Linked DNA regions of Mus musculus: regions 1, 3, 4, 5 and 6 are each linked to region 2. The links are chromatin contacts, called in public HiCAR-type, HiChIP or PLAC-seq and promoter capture Hi-C maps. All regions are on one chromosome and are shown on one strand. The core of a region is the stretch at or near the end of the contact, and the rest is flanking DNA. Distances in the headings are between cores, read along the strand shown.

Region 1 (3,794 bases), core at 24-2,523, 1.9 Mb after region 2:
AGAGGTAGCAACCAATACCATAAGCAAAGGGAAACCTAACTCATACTCACATTAACAAAGGAAATGAAATTTGACTAGAATTCTTTGTAGTTACTAGATTCGTAACTAGGAATTGAGGTGTAAGAAATTCTTTAATTTGAGAAACTTCATTCTGGCAAGCAGATTTGACAAATTAATAAATCATATCATTTGGTTGATTTCAGAATAAAGCATGTAAAGAAGGCTGTGGGGGTCTGAGTTATATAGCAAATCAGTTACCTTTAATTAGCCTTCCTCGCCGAAGCTCTCTCTACTTAAACAACTCCCACTATGCTCTGAAGTGATGTGCGTTATAATTTTGTCACCATAAATATTTATGACTTGCTATTTATAGCACAGAGTTAGGGCTCAGGTAGTACTCATGTTAACAACGTTGAGCATTTGACTCAGTGACCTCTAAAATAAGCATTCTAAATCAGTCAAGTGGAGAAAAAAAGCCGAAACAAAAGTGGATGGCACATCTGAATAAAACGCATATGAACTTGTTATTGGACCATTCACTGAAATCTTGCTTTATGTCAGAAACTATAAAAATGGCATAGTGTGATTTTGTTGCTGCAGTTATTGTTGTTGCTATTTATTCATAGAGACTGCTTTCTTCTCACAAGTCAACTGCTCTTTTTCTCCTCAGCATCACCCTTTCAGATTGACCTGAATCTCATGTGGTGCAAGTGGACTCTTTTAGCCTATTCTTATGGCTCCATCCTCTCTGAACTACCAATAGCCTAATTTGGTACAATTATATTGCTTTGATCGGCCAGTGTCGCTGTTTTCAATACTCACAAGGATTTAACTACATGCTAATAATATTTACGGGGTGACCACAGACTACTCTCCTTTGCCGCTGCTTAAGACAAATGGCATTCCTTTACAGTGAAACCACCCGCATTTCCTTGTCTGGGTGACAAGCACGTGCCACAGGCGAAGACAGCAAAAGCACATGTGATGGAGGTGAATGATAGGCAAGAACCAGAAATGCATCGCGTACTTCATCTTTGCCCACAAACTCCCACTTTTTCCCGTCCGGTTTCCCACGTTGCATCCGGCAGAACAGAGGTAACCGTGGGCAGGAAGGCAGGGGAGGAGGACTGGGTACGAGGTGTCCCCCTGCGGCGTTCCTGTGGCCCAGGTGGTGGCCCGGGGCTGGCCTTAGCGCGCCTGCGCAAGCCGGCCACCACTCGCGACCGCAGCATCCCCGCGCCCGGGGCGAGAGGAGGCGCCGCCCCGCCCCGCGCGGCCACGTGATGCGGGCGAGGGGATTGGAGCTGCGGCAGCGCGCGGCGACAGAGAGGAGCAGCGCTGGGCGCTCGTGGCTGGTCCTCCTCCTCCTCCGCCCTCCGGCTTCTTGTCTCTGCTGTTCGCCGCTGCTCTCCGCCTGCATCCCCAGTCGCGGCGCCTGGAGGAGGAGGAGACGCCGCTGCCAGCAGGGTTCCCGCCGCAGTCGCCCACGGTCCATCGGAGCCTCTCTTCTCGCCGCTGCTCGTACCTCTCCTCGCCAAGATGGGGCTGCTGGACTCAGAGCCCGGCAGCGTCCTGAACGCGATGTCCACGGCATTCAACGACACCGTGGAGTTCTATCGCTGGACCTGGACCATTGCAGGTACAGGCGAGGGGCCTCACCCATCTCCTCTGGGTGTTCCTTGGGCTGCCCACGGCTCAGACGCCAGTCCCCGGCTTCAGCGCTAGGCAAGGCCCTGCGCCCCCTACCCAGCGCCTTGAGGCTGTTGGGGGCGCTCGGGTCCCCGCAGATGCGGCGCCGCGGACCTCGCGGTTGTGCACTGGTTAATCAGATGAGACTCTCAAGGCGTACTCCCCCCCACCCCCCATCCCCTCAACACTCCCATCTCTTCAGCTCCGCGAATGCAGGAGCTGACTTAACCAGATGCTACCAGTGCAGCCAAGGAACCACCCTGCCCTGACGCCCGCATTTCCCGAGCTCGCCTATTATCTTATGCACTGGTACTCCTTATAGAGCGATAGGCCTGGAGGCGGACGAGGGCTGCGACTATACCTGTCTCTCCGCTACTTCAGCTTCCTTGAAGACTTTGACAAACCACTCATTATCTTCTTCCATTTAGCTAACCTCTTTGTAGTATAATTTCGACTGAAAAGTAAAATAACATTATTTAGCTTCTTGAAGAACGTTAGTTTTTTTGTGGTTTCCCAGTAGCAAATCTGTTAGGCTACCCTCTGCGAGAGCTTTGCGCAGTGCAGTGCCGTCAGGGGGAGGGGAAAGAAGGCAGGCTTTGGGCTGGGGGTCTCCGCAGCAGCACCTAGAGGATGGCTCAGAAGCCTGCATAAGCATAAGTACAGTGTACTGAAATTAGCGAACTTTCCCTTCAGCTGTTGAGTTTGCAGAGCAGGGCTGTCATTGAGTGACTTAGTTTTCCTAGCAGAAGTAATTGTAACATAAATGTTCACGTTTTAACATTTCTTCACTTGCTTTGTTGCTTTAAAAAGTTTCCGAGACCTTAAACGTTAAGTTTAAAGGATCCCAGGGAATAGTTTGGGGCTTTAAATTTGTGTTGTGTGTTTGCAGTGTGACCCTGTATTCTAGCAACGGAGGATGTTAGCAATATAGGTTATGATGGCTGTCTTCTTTAGAAGTGAAAAGTTTCTTCTTTAGTTTTTTGTGTTCTGTTGCTAGGGCAATCGAGACAGTGGGTTATATATAGCTTGATACAGAATGACATTTGATGTATGTGCTGTGAACAAAATGCTTGCTGGAATTGTTTCTGTATGAGACAAACGCTTTTTCGACCTGGAGGCTTCGATGACTTGTTTTAAAACGCGCGATATTTCTCAGGAGATCAAACATCTGACCGTAGGAGAGCCAGTAGTTCCCAAGCCGCGAAGCTGGCGGTGGTTTAAAGGCAGTTGTCCAGGAACGACTCTTTCTTGAGCTTTACTTTAATGCTATCACACTGATACCTGCAATACCCGGGGAAGAAGCACCCTTCCCTTCATCTCTGCGATACTGGTGGGAACATTGCATCAGAGCTTCCCCTTACACAATTGCACAGAGCCGAACATCAGACAAGCTGGCTGGCAGGTGGCGATGCGGATGAGGTTCTCCAGCTACCTCGCATCCAGAGCCACACCTAGGCGTTCTCTCTCTCGGCTCCTTCCCATTCAGTAGTGTTCTCACCTCTCCTGAGCCTCAGAAAAAAAAAAAAAAAAAAAAAAAAGAGTTGAGAGCAAAGCTAGAACGTAAGCCTCCTGTGGTGGTTCATTCCTTCTGAATGATTCTGAAAAAGACAGTGAATGGAGTTGGGGGTTTTGTGTGTTCCCTCATGTGAAAGCTTGCACCTATACTTTTTAGGGGCACATAAAATAATACACAATGATGGGACAAACTTGAGAAATGAGTAGATGCAGGGACACTCAGGTGACCTCTTACTAGCAGGTCAGTGGGAAGGTATTCATCCATGTTCTAGACTATCCACTTACGAAACCTGAGACTGCTTCCTTACCTCTGCCCAGAGCTGCCGTGTGCAGGCAGAGGTGCCGCTTCTTAATCCACCAGAGGCTCAGGGGCTAGAGTCTGGGCCTTGCTGCAGTGTAAGGGGGAGCACTGTTCAAGTTTGTTTGTTTGTTTGTTTTGAACACACCTGGAGCTCCTGTCCTTGCTCCCTTTACGCTTGGGTGTGTGCTCCGTGTCTCTTCTGGGAGGCAGGTCACACCGCTCCTCTTCCAAGAGCACCGGCAGAATCTGAGAACCTGGCTCAGGGGGCCGCAGAGTAGAGAAGGAGGCT
Region 2 (3,555 bases), core at 97-2,596:
TTAATTTTTGTGTATATGATTATGGCCGTATGGACATTTTGTACCCCCAATGCTTACAAGCGTTTGAGACATGGCAACTTCTAGGTGGTGTTACTGTGTGCTTGGCACTCTGCTAAGTGCTGCGGGCGTCTATCAACACATTTTCACTACAGCAACATGTATTCCATTCCCACTTTGCAGATGAGGAAATTAAGGCTTCAGAAAACCTAAATGACTTACCCAATACAAAGAAGAGACAGATAAAAGATGTGAACTCAGGGCAACACATTTATTTACATCACTAGCTTCCAGATCACTGAGCGTCTTTGTTCATGAGTGTGTACACAGCTTCCTTCCAAGTCACTGTTTATACATTACAGAATGGGTCAGAGTAGGAAGTAAGAAAGCAAATTAAGTCCTTGCACTGGGAGGAGAGCTGGGGAGCTAGGTCTGTTTCCATCTCTCCTTCAGTTTGATCTAGCAACTTACTTTCCTACAAAGTCTACAAAACAGGCAATTGGGCTGAAGCAGTCTAAGAGGGTATTGAGTTTAACTCCGTTTAATAGATGATGGTGTCAGTGGCTCATACAGCAACACAAACAGGGCCGAGGTTCAAACAACTCTGGGCTCCAAGTGCTGTTTTTCTCTGAGTCATGCTACTCCTCCCTGAACACATGTTTACTAAGGCGCCTCTGTATCAGACTTCAGCAGGAGTATGTTTTCCGTTCTGGACTGATTATTGGCACACAATTTGCAACCTTTAAAATGGCTTGTAGATTTAAGAGTTCAGGGAGGAAAACCTATTGTAAGCCTGGCGTCAGGCAGACAGATGTGACCCAAGTCAGCAGCTGGTCGCACAGTGGCGATCTGAAAAATCTATGGCGCCTTCTGACAAAAAGAGAGTGACACTCAGACAATCCGGGCACAACAGGCGGGGCACAGAGCAGCAGGGCCCAGTCTTGGGGAGAGGACACCTCTGGTTTTCCAGTTATCCCACTACGAGTGATCCGGGAAGCAACTTTTCTAAGATGCCCACGTTTCTACGGAGTGGTGCTTGGGCATCCAGCCAGTTCCTTGTTTCCTCCATCCCAGCCTTAACCTCCTTTCCGAGTGTCGACCTGCGGGGAGACAGATCTCCTAGGGTGACATCTGGCACCAAGAGGGGCAGTACTGGTTCTGAGTGTAGGGCGGCAGCCAGTGTCGACCGCACCAAGGCCGGCAGGGGTCATGCTCCTTTGGGATACTAGGGAAAGGCCACAGCTGAGGTACTGCCACGCTAGGCCTTGTGGGCAGGCCCCGACCAATCACTGTGGGGCATACACGAACTCCGGCCAATCAGCGCCCGTCTTATTCCCGAGTCCCGCCCGCTCTAGCTCAGGTTTCCCCGAACCCGGTCCCGGCGCCGACAGTCGCGGCTGTCGCTTTCCGTGCAGCCGTCCCCGGAGCTGACTCGGGCGTCCCGGCTCCTGGCTCCCTTCGTTGTCCCCGGTAGCTTTCACTAAGGATGAGTCCCTGCGCGGCCGCGCGCCTGCCCCGCGGAGACCGCCGGCGCACCTTCATCTAGCGACTGGTGAGGGCGACGGCGAAGGCGTCCTGCCAGCCCGGCAGGGGAGCGGGGCCCGGGGAGGGAACTCGCGGAGGGGGCGGCTGCCGAGCTTCGCGCCGCGTGGCACGGGCGGGTGGCCTGGCAGCGCAGCCCCGCCGCCCCTGCCAGCTAATGAATGGCCTTGTCCCGCCAAGTGCTACGTCGCCAAGCTGCCCGACACGCCCTCCAGCGACGATGCTTTTCTGGTTCCGAGGGTTGACTGGTGTCACCTCCCTTGGATCCCTTCCTAGAGGCTCCCATGTCCCCTAAACCCTTGGTGGAGTTTACAAAGTTTGAGTTCCCGCGGGCCTTGCTGAGTTTGCAGAAGCAGGTCTTGCTCTGAGCATTCGCTGCTGGGTGGAAGTGGACTGGGGTCTGTTCTGCAGAGACAGGATAGAGGGGCCTTTTGTTCGTAGCTATCAGGTTGCAAAGGCATTTTGGATCCGAGGGGAAATGGCCAACCCTGATTTAAGCCGTCTTTAACTCTGTTATCTAACACAGTCATAAAACATGAGTCGTGTTAGTCAGAGGGGATATTTTTCAAGGAGGAGAAGTTGAGTAGCACCTGTTTCCTTTATCTCGAAGTAGGTAACATTTGAAGTAGTTCCCCCCCCCCCCCCATAGTTAGTGTGGTTACCTCCATATGCAAATTACCAAACGTTTTGTGTGTGTGTGTGTGTGTGTGTGTGTGTGTGTGTGTTTTTCGTCATCAGTTCCTCACTTCTCAGTGGAGTTACTTTCATTTGTTTTTATTGATTTGGAGACCTGCTTCACCGTACCTGAGGACAGAACTATTTTCTAAAACGTGTTTTCTAAAAAAGTTTTTGCAAAACTTGAGTCACATCGCAGCTTTACAGTTTTTCAATTGGATATGTTAATCTTCGGTTTTTTTTTTTCTTTTTAGTAAATCTTGTTTGAAGGGCTTTCTGTGTGCCAATTTTTTTTTTCTGTGTGCCAATTTTTGTGTGATGATTTCATTACATTTTAAACGTTCAAGATGCTTGTGGATTATAAAATTCTAGACTGAATGAGTATGCCCAAACTTCTTTCTTTCTTTCTTCCTTTTTTTTTAAAAAATATTTATTTATTTATTTATTTATTTTACGCATATGAGTACACTGTAGCTGTACAGTTGGGAATTGAATTTTTAGGACCTCTGCTTGCTCTAGTCGGCTCTGCTCGCTCTGTTCAACTTCGCTCACTCAGTCCCTGACTGCTCCAGCCCAAAGATTTTATTTATTATTATACATAAGTACACTGCACCTGACTTCAGATGCACGAGAAGAGGGTGTCAGATCTCATTAAGGGTGGTTGTGAGCCACCATGTGGTTGCTGGGATTTGAATTCAGAAGAGCAGTCAGTGCTCTTACCAGCTGAGCCATCTCTCCAGCCCTTAATCTCACTTTTTACAAATGAAAATATTGAAGCTTTGAGAAAATTCAGAGGTTTGCTCAGGGTCCTTAGGGAAGCTACGTACTTGGGTCATGGTACTGAGCAGTAGCTGAGAGCTCACACCTGATCCGAAAGAGAGACAAACAGAGACTGAGACTGACCAGGCCTGGTTTGAGCATTTGAAACTTCAAAGCTCACCTCCAGTGACACACCTCATCTATCAAGGTCACAGCAACACACAGCCATACCTCCCAGTCTTTCCCAAACAGTTGAACTAACTGGGGGCCAAGCATTCAAGCATAGGAACCTTTGGAGTCCATTGTCATTCATACCACTGTAAACACGCATGCCCATCTGGAACTTTTTTTAAAAAATAATGTGATTTTAAAAAAGATTTATTTATTTAATGTATGTGAGTACACTATCTGTCTTCAGACACAAGAAGAGGGCATCAGATCCCATTACAGATGGTTGTGAGCCACCATGTGGTTGCTGGGAATTGAACTCAGGAACTCTGAAAGACCAGTCAGTGTTCTTAACCACTGAGCCATCTCTCCAGCTAGCCCATCTGAAATTCTACCTGGGCTTTGAAATATATA
Region 3 (3,381 bases), core at 174-2,673, 1.8 Mb after region 2:
ATGACATCACTCGGATTTTAGTAATTTCACAACTGTGGAAAGGAGAATTCGGAAGACCTCTGCTCTATTTCTCCATTACCAGGCCAAAGTTTCTTTGCTGTGAAAACAGTACTGAAGGCTGAGAGGGAAAAACGAACTGCTGTTCATCTTTCTAGTCCTACTATTTCACAAAACTGGGAAACCCCGTCATTGAAATTATTTCTAAAGGCCTCTTTATTGCCTTCCGTGGAGTGGCAAGTCTGGAATCCTGCTTACTAGATTCTGACCATTGGCGCTATGTCTCATGAACTTATGTCCTGTGTACTGTTGAATAATCTGCTTCAAGGCTTCCGTTTATCTAACTGCAAAGCAAACATGAAAACATGACCTACCTCACATGAAATTAAATCTTGTCCTATGAACTAAATGAGATGAGGAATGTAAATTTCACCAATAGCAAGCTTTCGGTTAAATATTCCATTATTGTTCACAAGTAAAGATGGGCTTCCAAAAACTGCCAGCCCCAAGTTATTAGACAAAAAAAAAAAAAAAAACAGTGTAGGTTTTCCTTACTTTCTCCTGGTGCTCTGCAGTTAGACCTAGGATGGAGGGCGACTGCATAAAACTTACAGGAGAAACAGTCAGAGTGAGGCAAAGGTGGCAGGACAGGAGCCTGCCCCATTCCCTTCTGTTCGCTCTTCTCCACCATCTCTATGGAATACTGCTTGGCCAGGTGACAGCGGGGCCCAGCAGGAGCTCTGTATGAGGCTGAAATAGAAGTCTGGATTCTTTCCCATCTTTAGGCAGAACCTGTCTCGTGACCTTGAGAAAATCAAATTCTAGTATTTACTCCCTAGGTTTACATTTTCAAATGAAAATTAAAAGGCAAGTGTTTTACAGACAGTTGCCTCAAGTTAGTGACTCAGTCTAGGACAAGCTAACACCTAAGACCTGATATGGGGAAAGCATGGATAGAACTCAGGGGAAGGGGGCGGGGGAGCGCTCTTTGGACAACTCCTCTACACCCTCAGGCCCTAGCAGAAGGCAGAGTGCCCTCTCACCTATCTTGAAGTTCCAGGGGCTGCATCTGAAGGGAAGAATCACCAAGGACGAGTAACAGGAACGCAAACTGACCCGAACCAAGGAGGCTCTAGAGTAGAGTCTAGAGTCTAGGGCAAGGCAAGGATAGAGCCGGGATGCAGCAAGATCCCCAAATCTCACCATACTGCAGGGACTCTGGGTCCGGATGGAAAGTGAAGTGGGCCACCCGCCGCTTCTGGGCCGTGTCCTCGCCCCCGGGTTGCAGGAAGCCTTGCACCAGCGCAGCGCAGCGCAGTCCGCACCGCCGCCGCTCTGCTCCCGCAGCCCGGAGCCACAGCAGCCCACCCGCGCGCGCAGCCACCGCCGCCATCCCCAGTTCTCAGGCACCGCAGCCCACGCTGCCGGCAGGGAGGGAGGAGCTAAGACGCAGGCTTCCTCATTGGGCAGCCTCGAGGGGCGGGTCCGTGAAAGAGACCAATCGGAGACGGAAGTTCGGGGGCGGGGATGGAGACGCTATGACCTGGCGGCCCGCCCAGACGGAAGCCATACCAAGGCCCCTGCAGCCTGAGATGTGGTCCCTGGGTCCCACCCCAAAATCAGCTGCAGGACTTGGGGTGTCACAACGCGACTGCCTGTGTTCTTTCGCAGTGTCATTTTTGCGGTGCATTTTTCAGTAGCGTTTTCGTTTTAGGCTGTGTTTCTCATAGTCTGTAAGTGCAATATGGTCATTGCAAAGACAGGCGTTGGTTTCGAGTTTCCGAAAAAATCTAGAATTCGGGAAAGGCCTTCACTCTTATTTTGAAATAGTAAATATATTTAAATCTTTAAAATTGATTTTGCTTATCCTGATTTAGATCATATCAAAAAATAGTAAGTAGAGATTTCGGCCTTCAAATCCACTAGGAATTTAAAGTCGAGGTGCAGCAAAAATCACCTAATGGTCTTACTCTGTGTAACTTAGAAATATGCAAGTTGCCGGGCGGTGGTGGTGCACGCCTTTAATCCCAGCACTTGGGAGGCAGAGGCAGGCTGGTCTACAGAGTGAGTTCCAGGACAGCCAGGGCTACACAGAGAAACCCTGTCTCAAAAAACCAAAAAAAAAAAAAAAAGCAAGTTGAATGACTGATTTAAAGTCAAAATAATCAACTTTATAAATTTTATCTTAAAATATTTAAGTGTTTTATATATATCATATATATCACATACATATCAAATATGATATCGCATATATATCATATATATGATATGTGTGTGTGTATTTATTTATCTTCCTTAGCCATGAGTTGGAAGATAGCCATCAAAATAGAATACAACAGAGGCAAGAAAGTATGTCTAGATCTCGAGGAAGGATTCCAGAATGGAGAAAGTATTATGACAGACTGAGAGAACAGAGAGGAAGGAGCCAGGAAGAAACATTCCTCCTGTAGTATTTGTGACCTCTTAACAGATGTTAGGTTTAGCTAAGAAGCACGGGGTAAGAGTAGAAATGGAATTCTACGTATTCAGAAATGCACACAAAGGAGACAGCTTAGACAGTGGCATTCAAATGTGGTAAGAGACTTAGAACAGCATGAAGAGAAACAAGCTCTTGAAGGTCAAAATGCTTCCAGAGGTAAGGCTGACCTGCACCCAGAGGATTAGAGGTTGCCAAAGCAGAGCACAGAGAACCATAGTCTTCCACAACAGGTGAGGTGGGTGCAAAGGCTCATTGTCGTGAAAGAATGAAGTGTCTTCCAGGGCAAGGAAAGAAATGTCTTGTTCCTATGCTGAGAGCCTCTGCCTGCCCCCATCCCCAGCTGCATTGAACTTCGTTTGGGAAACTCTCTTTTCAGGGAGTCAGGCTATCTTTAAATGCCTCTGGGAAGTGCAAAAATTGGAAGTTTTCAGTAATTTGATAATCCCAAAAAAAGATGAAACTGACTACATTTGGAATTTCTGATGGCTGGGTTCCTCATGACACCTTAATATGCTGCAAATGGGCTATCTTCTTTGTTTGAGCCATTTCCACTTGGGTTTCTGACTAATCCCTGGGGACACGGAGAGCCTGTGAAGATGGAGCCAATGGACATCACAGTTGCTCTTCTTTCTTCAGAATGATTCTTGGTTCGTTTTCTCTCACAGAACTTCACTTCAGTCTACTTCTGCTGAGATTCGTCCCTCTTTTGATTCAGTGACTATATGTAAAAAAGTAACACTTTCTTTGCAGATGGATCCAGAGGAATATCACTACCTTCAAGCTAGCGTGCCATACAGAAGAGTAAAATGTTGCTCCGGGGTGGCTAGGAAGTATGCAAATGTGGCCTTCAGAACGAAGAAACTTGGAGACATTTGGCAGTTAATAATGGGTTTGTAACAGGATTT
Region 4 (3,455 bases), core at 460-2,959, 1.1 Mb before region 2:
GGCCTTTATGTAGCATTTTAGAGTTTTTGCTTAGATTACATTATAGATAATATTTATTATTGTTTCAAATTGTCAGTAGTGCGTTACTTTTCCCAACTTGATCCATTATGTTATAGATTTCTATAAGGCCTGGTTACGTTTCCGTTGCAGCGATAACGACCACAACCAGAGCAACTTAGGGAGGAAGAGGTGTATTTCAGCTCACAGATTACGGTCAATCAGTGAGGGAAGTCAAGGCAAGAAATCAGTCAGGGCACGACCCAGGAGGTAGAAACTGAAGCCGAGGACAAGGAACAGTGTTCCTTACCTGCTCAGCCTGCTGCTTTCTCATACCATGCACGACCACCTGCCAGGGTTGGCCACACATGAGACTGGACCCTCCCACATCAACCACTAATCAAGAGTGCCCTAGAGACTCTGATGGAGGCATTTTCACAATTGAGCTACCTCTTCTAAGATAATTCCACCTTGTGTCAAGTTGACACAAGTCCAACCAGGACACTGTACATGAAATTGTAAATGAATATTGGTCTGCAATAAATTCCCTTGTCTATGCGCAAAATGTAGTAGCATTTTCTCATAAACTGTCAGTGGCAAATATGTAGGATGGAATATCAAGCACGAAATATGCAAGAAACATTAATTTATGACCTGTGAGAAAGAACTAATGTGCTGTCCCTCGTGTGCCCTTCCAGGGCAGGGTTGACTGTGGACCAGAGACCAGCTCTGAGTATCAGACAGTTTTGGAGCAGATTTTGATCAGTGATTAATAGCCCCATAGAAATATCTGTGAGTATATGTCAGGTAAAGGCCAGATAGAGTCAATGGGGACAGAGGTCACTCATGTTGCCAGCTTAGTTCCACTAATCCACTGAGCTATCTCATTGGGCCAAGGACAATTTCTTAAGGCTTTTGGCTCATTGATGACTATAGAATAAGCACATAAATACATTCGTAAGCTTTTAGATAATAACTCCCAAAATGCCAGATGCTGTATAACATGTTCAGGTAATAAAACAGCAGGATGTGTTCTTTCACCTCAGAGAACTTAGCACCGAGTGATGAAGATAGGTAACCAGAGACAGTTGGAGTGTAAACAGCAGGTGTCCTGTGGCTCAGGAGAGACTGTTTAATCCATGGGGTCGCCCCAGGCATCGCTAGTAAGAGTGACTTGTGGGATTTAAATGCGAAGGATGATGGTACCAATTACAATTTTCTTTCACACAGCTTGAAATTGAGTTATTTAGCAGCAGAGGGCAGTATTCTGTCAATTTATGTTGTACTTGCTGTGAGGTAGGAAGCTGTTACCAGTTTCAATGTATTAGCTGGTAAATATTTCATTGCCTTTTTTTTTTTTTTCAGTACTTGAAAAACTTGGCTTATGAAATTTGACTGAGAGAAAAAGGAATTTGTCCTTAGAAAGTGATCATGTCAAAGGGTGTTTGTGGTTTCTTTGTTTTTGCCAAGTAAATATTGTTTTGTTTTTTTAGATTTTAATTTTTCATCTTTTTATTTAGTTTTTTTTCATATGATATATTTAATTTCCTTCCCTTTCCATTCGTATGAAGGAAATTATGTAAGTGGCAAAAATATCCAAGAATGCATGAGATTTCAACCTTGTGGTGCACTAGATTATTTGGTTCCTAAATCCCTTTCTGTAGATGCAAAAACAGAATCACTTCATGTTAGCAGAGCCTTTGAAATGGGAAGTTACGGGCATGCATCCAGTAGTAGAAGCTAGCATACAGGATCTGTGAATAGATGAAATTTGCATAGTACTGGACAAAAATCCCAGTTACTAACCTTGTATTTGCTCCAAGCTCAGGGACAGCCATCCTTACAGCTGACCTGACTATGGCTACCGTTGGAGTATGTTTGCTTCATTTTGTCTTACTGTTCATTTTATTCTCTCCCAGGTTAGGAAAGTGTGAGCCATGCAGACAGATGTTTTTGTGGCTATCTGCGGCCTGTGCTAGAATCATGCTATCTGTAAAGACTGTTTAGTTCCCTAATCAGAACGAAGCACCCACTTTGCCTTACTCTGAACTCCCACTGCTTATGACAACTGCATGGGAACAGTTTTCTCTAGAGCATTTCCATTGCAGGCCTGAAAATAACACACCAGCAGGAGTTTGGTTGCTTGTGTTAGGTCCGGTTCACTCACACAGCTCAAGGGATCCTGGCCATTTTTCTCTAGGGTTCCTTCTTTTATGCATGCCAGTCAAAATTGAGTGAACTGCAATACACAATTCTGTTTCTGAGCTTCCAAACTTTTGAAATGAGATAAACAGGTATTGGTTTATGTAGGGTGCCTTTTCATAAACCTTGGGTGAGTTTTAGAAGTTGAACTTTGAACTGTGTGTTTTTTTTTTTGGTGGACATAAGCGATAATAATGACTCAAGAGAAGATAATTTTGAATTTAAGAATGTCTGCTAAGAGATTTGAAGTCAGTGGGGAAGTTGGGGAAAGGACATCATGGAGCAAAAGCCAAGCGTTCTGAGCTCCTCTGTTGCATAGAGCCCCATGAAGGTCATCTAATCTAAAGGCGGGTGAAGTTGGGCATGTTCACATTTTCTTTTCCTGTATTTCCTTTAGATCTGGTGCTCCCTCTCCACTAAGTAAGGTAAGTAAGTTGGTTTGTTTCTCTGCTGTTTTCTTTTTGTACATGTAGCATTGTTTACTGTAAAGCTCAAAGCACCGAGTGCATTTGTACTGCCATACAGCAGTCACACCGCAACACACTCCCAGGACTTTCCTCATCTTCCAGGGTTGTGAAACATTATTGCCCAGGCCTCCTGACCTCAGCCCCTGGAAGCCCCCTTTCTTTCTCCATCTATAAATTGGATACCTCGTCTGAGTAAATACAGACCTTTCATACATTATTAATTTTACTTAATGTCTTAATGTCTTTGGAGTCTTCACTCCAAAAGCCGGTTTGTTCATTTTTCCTCCCAGTGGGTATTTAAGTGACTTCCAGGTTGTCAATATGACTAACAGTTCTGATATAACTATAGTGTGAAATGTCTGATTGAGGACTGGAGAGATAGCTCAGTGGTTAAGAGCAATCATTGCTCTCGCAGAAGACACAGGTTCAGTTCCCAGCACCCACACTGAGAGGCTCACAGCCTCCAGGGGTAAAGCAGATGGATCAGTTGATTTACATTTCTGAGAAAGGATTAAGTTGTTTTTATATGTGATTTGGCTTTCTCTTAGAACTCCAGGTCTTAAACAGGTGAGATTTTTCTTGTATTTATGTAACAACTGAAACCATACATAGCTGTATAATGTTTGATAATTAAAAACTCTTTTCACATATTGTGAATCCGTGATCTAGGTCAGCACAGGGTGCAGTGTATTTTAGTGATACGGGGCGGGGTGGGGGGGTGTTATTAAGGGCCTTTGCCCCAAGCATGCCTGCTGAAGCACTTTTAGTCTTTGCTTCAGCCATCTCTCT
Region 5 (3,527 bases), core at 283-2,782, 1.1 Mb before region 2:
TTTTAAATAGTTTTTCTTTTGAAGTCAGTCCCCAGTCCTGAACCTTGGCATCTGGTGTATTTTCTGTCTTGAACTTAAACCTTTCTTACTCTGTTACATAAATGGATCAAAATAGTAAATAACGTCCTGGTGATTTGGCCTCTTTCATGAAGCATCGTATGTTCTCAAATTCATCCATGTTGTTCATTTCTGTCTTGTTATTGCTAAGTAGTATTCTGTTGTGTGGATATGCCATGTTTTCTTTAGCTATTTATCAATAGACTGGTTTTCCTCCAGTGTGGGGCCATTATATAAGCTGCTACTAATTTTGAGTGAAAGTTTAAAGAGAAAAATGTGTGTGTCTGGTTCCCCCCCCCCCCAATTGGGTAAATACTGTGCAGGACTGCGGGGGTCATATAGTAATACGTACATAACTTTTTGGTGGTGGTCTTGATCTTTCTTTCTTTAGTCAACAAGGTTTCTAATTGCTGCTGCTGGGATCAGCCCCAGCTGTTAGGAAGTTATGATTGGGTATTGAACACCGGACCAAGAGAAAAACTACAAGGCAGAACCTTGATGTGTGTAAGTAGGCGTATATGACCTTGGGGGACTGAACAGAGGTCACCTGTGTAAAGCCAGAAAATATGTCAGGGAAGTACCTAAGGGAACTTCTGATCTTAACCGTGGGAATTTAAAAGAATAGTTAAGACAATGACCTTTACAAATGTCAACTCATGAAATTATTAACCGACTCCAATCCCATGCAAATAACACTCGACATTCAAATAATATAAGACGTTCCGACATATTTAAATGGCAAAAATTACAGTTTAAGGGTGCAAATGATTACAAGACGAGTGTAATCTGGCATTCAGCTAATTGCTTTGCTACTTGTCTATACCGCATACCTCAGTATTGCTTTAAGGCTAAAGCGGCTCGAATTACCTGCCCACTCGGCTCCCCGTTGTAACTGAGACTAGTGGAGCAGCCTCAAGGAGCTGAGGGTGCACAGGTAACGGTCGCGTGGCCACAGAATCTGACATTTCAAATCGCCCTGCCCATCTGGGCCTCTACTGCCGAGGACAGGCCAGCTAGTCACAGGCACGCTTCTTAGGAGAAGGGGCTGGGCTCTGTTGGCAGCGCACGCTGCCGCCCTTGCCTCGGCCTTCACAGCCCTCCCTCTCCCCAGGCCCACGCCCGCGGCGATCCCCGAGCATCCTGCAGTTGCCCGGCAGGTATGCGCGGCGCGCGCGCACCAGGTCCGCCCGGGGACGCAGCGGGTGCGCGCGGGGACGCAGGGCGCGCGCAAGAACGCAAGCCATAGAGCCGCGGCGCCCCTCCGGTCCCACCCCCTCCTCCGCCGTCGCCCGCCAGGGATGCTCGCGTGCGGCCCTCCTCCCGTTTAAAGCCGCGGCTCCGAGGGGGGCGGCGAGCAGGAGCGACAGGGAGGGGGCCGCTGGCGTTCTGCAGAGGACTGGCCCGGGTTCGTCGGCTGCCGTCACCTGACTCGTCGCAGGCGCTCCAGCTGAGGTGGGGGCGGGGATGGGGACGCTGCGCCGAGCGCTAGAGAGACGCGGCGGCGCTGGCGGAGGCGGCGGCGGGTGGGGACCGCGGGGACCGCGGAGCTGAGACAGGGGCCGGGCCGGGGCTACAGGCATCGCGGCCCGGGGACACCAGGGCGGTGCGTGTCTGCACTCAGCTACCTCGCGCGGCGTCCGGGCTGCGGTGCTCCTGGGGCGGGGTGAGTACGCTGGGCCGCACGGGTCCCCTCCCCTGCTCCAGGACCCGGGGATTCGAGGGATAATCCTAGGGCGCGGAGAAGGGCAGAGGCGGCCGGGTGACAGCTCGGTGGCGCTTTAGCGGCCGGGCGGGGCCTGGGCTGTCCGCCCTCTGAGATCCGACTGGAGAAGGGTGAGGCGCATCGCGGCTCAGGGCGGCCCGACTATAGGGATGGAGGGCGAGGGAAGAGGAGTCGTTGCTGCCGCCGCAGCCCCAGGACAGAAAGGAGGTGGCCGCGGCCCTGCGGTGCTGTGGGAGACACGTTGCGGCTCGGGGCAGCGAAAGGTGCGCGCTTCTGGGCGCGGCGTCCGGGGTAACCCCGACGCGCACCGGGTCTCGCACCACCGAAAAGGGTTGCGCGGACAGTGCTGCTTGACAGGGGGCGAAGCCGGGATGTGGTGACCGCTTCAGGGTGTGGGAAAGCGGGACCGTGGCACGATGCAAGGACTACCCTGCGGGTGGCTGACAGCCCTGGACCTCGATGGACCAACTGGGCTTGGCGCGCCGCTGGTCCCAAGAGGCGGTGCCAGGGCGGGGTCGGCGGAGGAGAGAACCGCCGAGCGGAGGGAGCAGGCAAGGCCGGGCGCTCCAGCTAAGGCGGTGCGGGTGAAAGCCGGACCATCTCCTCTTATTTCCTGCAGAAGAGGAGGCGGTAGACGCGGCCGGTGAAGATGTCGGGCCAAACGCTCACGGATCGGATCGCCGCCGCTCAGTACAGCGTGACTGGCTCTGCTGTAGCAAGAGCAGTCTGCAAAGCCACCACTCATGAGGTGATGGGCCCCAAGAAGAAGCACCTGGACTGTAAGCATCCTTTTATATAAGCGGGACATGCGCGTGACCATAGGGGCTCAAAGGCCGGCGGCATGGCCTTGGCAGTCTGTAATACTGCCAGAAGCCTTGGGAACTGGCTCACCATCGAGTCGATCCTGAGATCCTGAGCTCCTGCCTCTGGCCTTGGAGGTGTCCCCTTGAATAGGCCCTGAAACCTTGTCTATCGAGCCGTTTTTTTCTTCTGATGACCTCCAAGAGCCTAGAGGAGGGAACACACACACACACACACACACACACACGGTTGCATAAAAGTGTACATTTGGGCTACATCCTTTTAATCATTTTTTTTCTCCACTCTCTGTTAGGTTAAAGGAAATGAGGGGTGGTAGGGTCACAATGGGGAGACAGAGAGATTGATGGGTGGGTGGATGGCCACTCTTGACACTAATTTCTTAAGAGCATTTTGGATAATCGTAAAATCCTGCTTTTTCCTCTGCTGCTACTCAGAATTTGTGTGTGAGTGTGGGGGAGTGCGCGCGTGTGTCATATGTCACTACACTGAGCCGAACTGAAATAAATCCAAGCTATTGAATGAGCAGATAATGGCGATTTCATTCTGAACATCTTGGCACACTTCCTTTGTCCTGTTCTCAGAAAATGCTGGGTGGGATAACTGGTCAGCTCACAAAATGAATGTCCTCTCCTCTTTAGAGGTGGTACAGTTTTAGATGAAAACATAATATTTAATACATAATATTTCCCATGATCATTGGCTCTCCGGAGAAAGCTTTATTCTGGTTGGGGAGCTGTATGTTTCTGAAGTTTTTCATGCTGTTAGTATAGTTAGTCTTTTGCTACTGGAGGGGAAAGTGATACTTAGAAAGACTTTAACCTGCTTTAGGCAGTGAGTATCCCCCAAGACTATCCCAAATAGTATTCTACAGTCTCTCTACATCTGTTTGACCTGCTTAGACTCCTCTGCCCTTTGTTGGTGCTCA
Region 6 (3,590 bases), core at 591-3,090, 1.7 Mb after region 2:
ATACTACATCTGGCCATCATTGAGAGTGATAACTGGTAGAGACTGACGTCATCCATCCTGTTCCCTGGTTAACATGACAACTAAGAAAGTGACCCGAACTCAAACCAAGGTGTCAGCCAGTTACGTTTTACATGGCTGTTGGAAGCATGTATTAAGGGTACAATTCGCCCTGACGCCAGCTGGTTGCCTACCAAGGCAATACTTCTCCTCAGAGTGATCAAAAGTATAAACAGAGCTACACTTCTGCATCACCATGGATAAATTGGTTTCATTTCCTAAAACTTGGTCCAACTCTGTTAGAATAAACGGATTTTTAGTACATTATAAAACGAAATCTTGTGTAGTTCATAATCCATGGTCAAGGATAAAAATCTTTTGGGTCTTGCTTGGATGCAAACAGTGTTCTAGGAAAACTTCAATGTTTCAGAAAAAATTACAATCTAAGCAATATATAAGAAAGCTGGTATAGAAGTAAAAATACAAACATTCATAGTTTTATTAAAGCCAAAATCATAAGAGTAAAATGGCAAGTGGACTCAGGAAAAAAAATCCCTTTCTCAGAGAGAGTAAGAAGTACCCACAGAACTCATGTCGACTACTTGGTAAAGAAAGTTAAAAACACAGAGGTGTGAACATTTCAAGGCCAAGAATTATAACCCCAAAACTCAATGTTACGGGACTATTAGTTCCACATTATAATAGTTATCAAGATGATTGAGTGTATTAGCAAGAGGTGATGATAGTTATAAAGATGATTCATATTTTTAATCAAATTATAAGTTTAATTTTTTTCAAGAAATTTTACTTCCTGCAGTGCTAATACTTTCCTGATTGATTTTGAATTCTTTAATCATAATGTTTTTATGGGCATGAACTAGGAGAAATGTTTGAAGAAAAATGACCGTCCTTCTTCCTCACACTCCAAAAGAAGTTAGAAGAAAGAGGGAAACCATGCCTATTACTGAACACCTAGCCAACTAGCTAGGGCTAGTGAAACCGTGGCTCTTGGAGAAGAACCTAGAACAGCCCCTTTACTAACCAATATAATCCCTAACTACACTCTAAATATTTGTCCTTCTACCCACAGATAACTGTAGCTCTCATCAAGAAAATTTCTCTTTGCAACAGATGGAGACCATTACAAAAACCCACAACCAATCAAAATGCTGACATGTGGATCCCAGTCCCAACTGATATATCCAAACCAAACTCCTGCACCCAAGGCCCAGGGAACACTCGGGAAGAGGGGCATAGGCTGGAAGATTCTAAGAGCCAGAGGGAGCTTTCTGTGAGACTGTGTCTCCTGGGAATGTCAGAAGCTACACCCTAAAGTCTCGCTAACACAGCTGCCTAAAGGTGACTAGAACCAGGATGCAACCATAGATGAGCTAACATGGAAAGGAGGAAGCTCAGGAGGCCGTAACCCTAGGAAAATAACTGTTGGTAATTAGGGGATACTGTAGAGAAATAGTCTTCCCCAGGGAAAAATGCCAGGTTGTTATCCAATATTAAATGGTCAGCACTGAAAACACACAGGCACACATGAGCTGAACAGGTTGTATTTCTATATTTAGAAATACAAACACGCACACATGCACACATACACACAAACACACGCCATGCACGCATGCCAACCACACCACACCTATACAGAACAACAATTAAAGAAAAACAGCCACAAATTTGAAAGCAAGCAAGAGGGCATATGTACACAGGAAGGTTTGGAGGGAAGCGAGGGGCAAGTGATACAATTATAAGCAGATGTCATACAATTGTAAGAAGATGAGATACATTTTCACAAGTGTTGTGTAACAGTTTCCTCTGAAACTGAATCATTGTATTCGGCAACCTTGAGAAAGAGGCTAAACTGCTGACAGGAGCCTGATATAGCTGTCTCCTGCGAGCCTCTGCCAGTGCCTGGCAAATACAGAAGTGAATGCTCACAGTCATCCGTTGGACAGAGCACAAGGTCCCCAATGAAGGAGCCAGAGAAATACCCAGGTAGCTGAAGGGGACTGAAGTCCCATAGAAGGAACATCAATATGAACTAACCAGTATCCCCAGAACTCTTTGGAACTATACCACCAATCAAAGAAAACACATGGTGGAACTTGTGGCTCTAGGTGCATATGCAGCAGATGATGGCCTAGTCAGTCATCAATGGGAGGAGAGGCCCTGCGTCCTGTGAAGGCTCGATGCCCCAGTATAGGGGAATGCCAGGACCAGGAATGGGAGTGGGTGGGTTGGGGAGCAGGGGAAGTGGGGGAAGGGGGAAGGGGAAGGGGACAGGGGATTTTCGAAGGGGAAACTAGGAAAGGGGATAACATTTGAAATGTAAATAAAGAAAATATCTAAAAGAAAGAAGGAAGGAAGGAAAGGAAAGGAAAGGAAAGGAAAGGAAAGGAAAGGAAAGGAAAGGAAAGGAAAGGAAAGGAAAGGAAAGGAAAGGAAAGGAAAGGAAAGGAAAGGAAAAAAAGGTAAACAACTCAAAATAAGCTTCAGGAAGTCCCTGAAATTGAAAGATTCTCGGGACCATCCCTGCCAGAGTAAGAAATAAAAGCTGAAAGACCCTCTCAGAAGAATATGCTGAGCTGCAAAGACTCTTGAGATCAGCCCAGCTGCCTCCAAGAAACAGAAAACAGTCAAACTGCCTGGAAGAGGTTTAGATGAAATGAAGCACCCAGAACGGACACTCCTCAGCCTGCTGAGCTGCCTGCAGGTGGGGCAGCATGCTCCAGGTTCTCAGCTTTTGGGAACTGTCACCCATGCTGAAGTGGAATTTGTGATGCAGCTGACTTTAAGTCATTACTGTTTCTGTGAGTAATTTTTCACCTATATTCCAGTAAGTGATCCTAATAAAACGTATGGGTCACCAAGCTGTACTTTGGTGGTATCCGTACTTAGGTCTGCCGTGGGTTCCCTATCTAAAGTGAGTACACATGTGTGTTGTGTCTTCCCAGGAAAAATTCTGTCACACACCTTAAGAAAGCCTAAATTCCTTTTAGAGACAAAATTCTCAAAACTACTTTATAAACTTAAGTTACATTTATAACACTAAAGTGTAAGATAAATGTAGAAACGCCATTTCCTCAGTAAGATGGTTCCCTTTAAATGTCAACTTGATACCATCTTGACTCCTGACAAGAGAGTCTTAATGAAGTCTAGATTAGGCAAGTGTTGTCCAGTGGATGGATGTCTGTTAACGATTGCCTTGCTTACATTAGCTGATGTAAAATGATTCAGACTAAAAGGTAGGTATCGTTATTCCCTGGGTTTGGGTCCTTGACTATATAAAAAAGAGAAAATAAGTTGAACACAAGTATCATCTTGGCTATGGATGTAACTTGCTGCTTCAAGTTCATGCTGATATAACTTGCCACGAGGATGATCTGTAACCTAGAATTAGGAACTAGAAGATATTTTTTCTCCCTAAGTTATTCTCCTCAAGGTATTTTATACCAACAGCAGAAATGAAGTTAGGATATATTCAGGTACAACCATAAGCCAAGGAAAGACCAAGATATCTATAAAGAAGAAAACAAAACTTCTATTCATGCCTCTCCCTTAGTTTTAGATTTTGAAGAAGTGGA

The links. Promoter capture Hi-C pulls out the DNA fragments that hold promoters and counts their contacts. HiCAR-type assays count read pairs that join an accessible place to other places. HiChIP or PLAC-seq counts read pairs in DNA pulled down with a chosen protein or histone mark.
Region 1: a contact with region 2 is called in a HiCAR-type map of astrocytes, with 6 times the contacts expected there. The contact joins the promoter of Elovl4 here to the promoter of Ibtk in region 2. A contact is called at or near these places in 4 of 39 promoter capture datasets (cranial neural crest, hippocampal neurons, pre-B cells and 1 more), 6 of 115 datasets of contacts at active chromatin or transcription factors (astrocytes, cardiomyocytes, extraembryonic endoderm stem cells and 3 more) and 1 of 9 other capture datasets (liver).
Region 3: a contact with region 2 is called in a promoter capture Hi-C map of pre-B cells, with 12 times the contacts expected there. The contact joins the promoter of Bckdhb here to the promoter of Ibtk in region 2. A contact is called at or near these places in 6 of 39 promoter capture datasets (the 3T3-L1 cell line, cranial neural crest, embryonic stem cells and 3 more), 1 of 484 Hi-C or Micro-C datasets (CD4 T cells), 7 of 115 datasets of contacts at active chromatin or transcription factors (astrocytes, extraembryonic endoderm stem cells, large pre-B cells and 3 more) and 3 of 9 other capture datasets (adipose tissue, liver and macrophages).
Region 4: an H3K4me3 HiChIP or PLAC-seq map of forebrain shows a contact between it and region 2, with 6 times the contacts expected there. The contact joins the enhancer-like site here to the promoter of Ibtk in region 2. A contact is called at or near these places in 3 of 39 promoter capture datasets (the 3T3-L1 cell line, hippocampal neurons and liver) and 7 of 115 datasets of contacts at active chromatin or transcription factors (astrocytes, embryonic stem cells, epiblast stem cells and 2 more).
Region 5: a contact with region 2 is called in a HiCAR-type map of astrocytes, with 3 times the contacts expected there. The contact joins the promoter of Snap91 here to the promoter of Ibtk in region 2. A contact is called at or near these places in 2 of 39 promoter capture datasets (cranial neural crest and hippocampal neurons), 1 of 484 Hi-C or Micro-C datasets (embryonic stem cells) and 1 of 115 datasets of contacts at active chromatin or transcription factors (astrocytes).
Region 6: a contact with region 2 is called in an H3K27ac HiChIP or PLAC-seq map of acute myeloid leukemia, with 7 times the contacts expected there. The contact joins the enhancer-like site here to the promoter of Ibtk in region 2. A contact is called at or near these places in 3 of 39 promoter capture datasets (the 3T3-L1 cell line, hippocampal neurons and liver) and 3 of 115 datasets of contacts at active chromatin or transcription factors (acute myeloid leukemia, cardiomyocytes and embryonic forebrain).

Annotation. Positions count from the first base shown.
Region 1 is chr9:83,803,784-83,807,577 of GRCm38.p6, reverse strand. Elovl4 (elongation of very long chain fatty acids (FEN1/Elo2, SUR4/Elo3, yeast)-like 4) reads left to right here and starts at 1,273. Exons shown (of 6, transcript NM_148941.2): 1 at 1,273-1,639. The coding sequence starts at 1,540.
Region 2 is chr9:85,747,125-85,750,679 of GRCm38.p6, reverse strand. Ibtk (inhibitor of Bruton agammaglobulinemia tyrosine kinase) reads left to right here and starts at 1,346. Exons shown (of 29, transcript NM_001081282.2): 1 at 1,346-1,549.
Region 3 is chr9:83,923,179-83,926,559 of GRCm38.p6, reverse strand. Bckdhb (branched chain ketoacid dehydrogenase E1, beta polypeptide) reads right to left here and starts at 1,423. Exons shown (of 11, transcript NM_001305935.1): 1 at 1,201-1,423. The coding sequence starts at 1,390. It overlaps Gm36278 (a long non-coding RNA gene), which reads left to right and starts at 1,555. Exons shown (of 4, transcript XR_379675.2): 1 at 1,555-1,730; 2 at 3,019-3,123; 3 at 3,227-3,365.
Region 4 is chr9:86,808,690-86,812,144 of GRCm38.p6, reverse strand. Snap91 (synaptosomal-associated protein 91) reads left to right here. Exons shown (of 30, transcript NM_013669.2): 12 at 2,597-2,624. Among named protein-coding and RNA genes, the nearest start is that of Prss35, 67 kb to the right of the region's middle. Within about 2 kb of position 1,709, at least 2 of the 459 cell types and tissues checked have an H3K27ac peak or open chromatin away from gene starts, as enhancers often do. A contact at or near this core is called in forebrain, where this site is marked.
Region 5 is chr9:86,878,454-86,881,980 of GRCm38.p6, reverse strand. Snap91 (synaptosomal-associated protein 91) reads left to right here and starts at 1,532. Exons shown (of 30, transcript NM_013669.2): 1 at 1,532-1,720; 2 at 2,400-2,559. The coding sequence starts at 2,430.
Region 6 is chr9:84,059,296-84,062,885 of GRCm38.p6, reverse strand. All of the region lies in intron 8 of Bckdhb (branched chain ketoacid dehydrogenase E1, beta polypeptide), which reads right to left. Among named protein-coding and RNA genes, the nearest start is that of Gm46124, 36 kb to the right of the region's middle. Within about 2 kb of position 1,840, at least 1 of the 459 cell types and tissues checked has an H3K27ac peak or open chromatin away from gene starts, as enhancers often do. A contact at or near this core is called in acute myeloid leukemia, where this site is marked.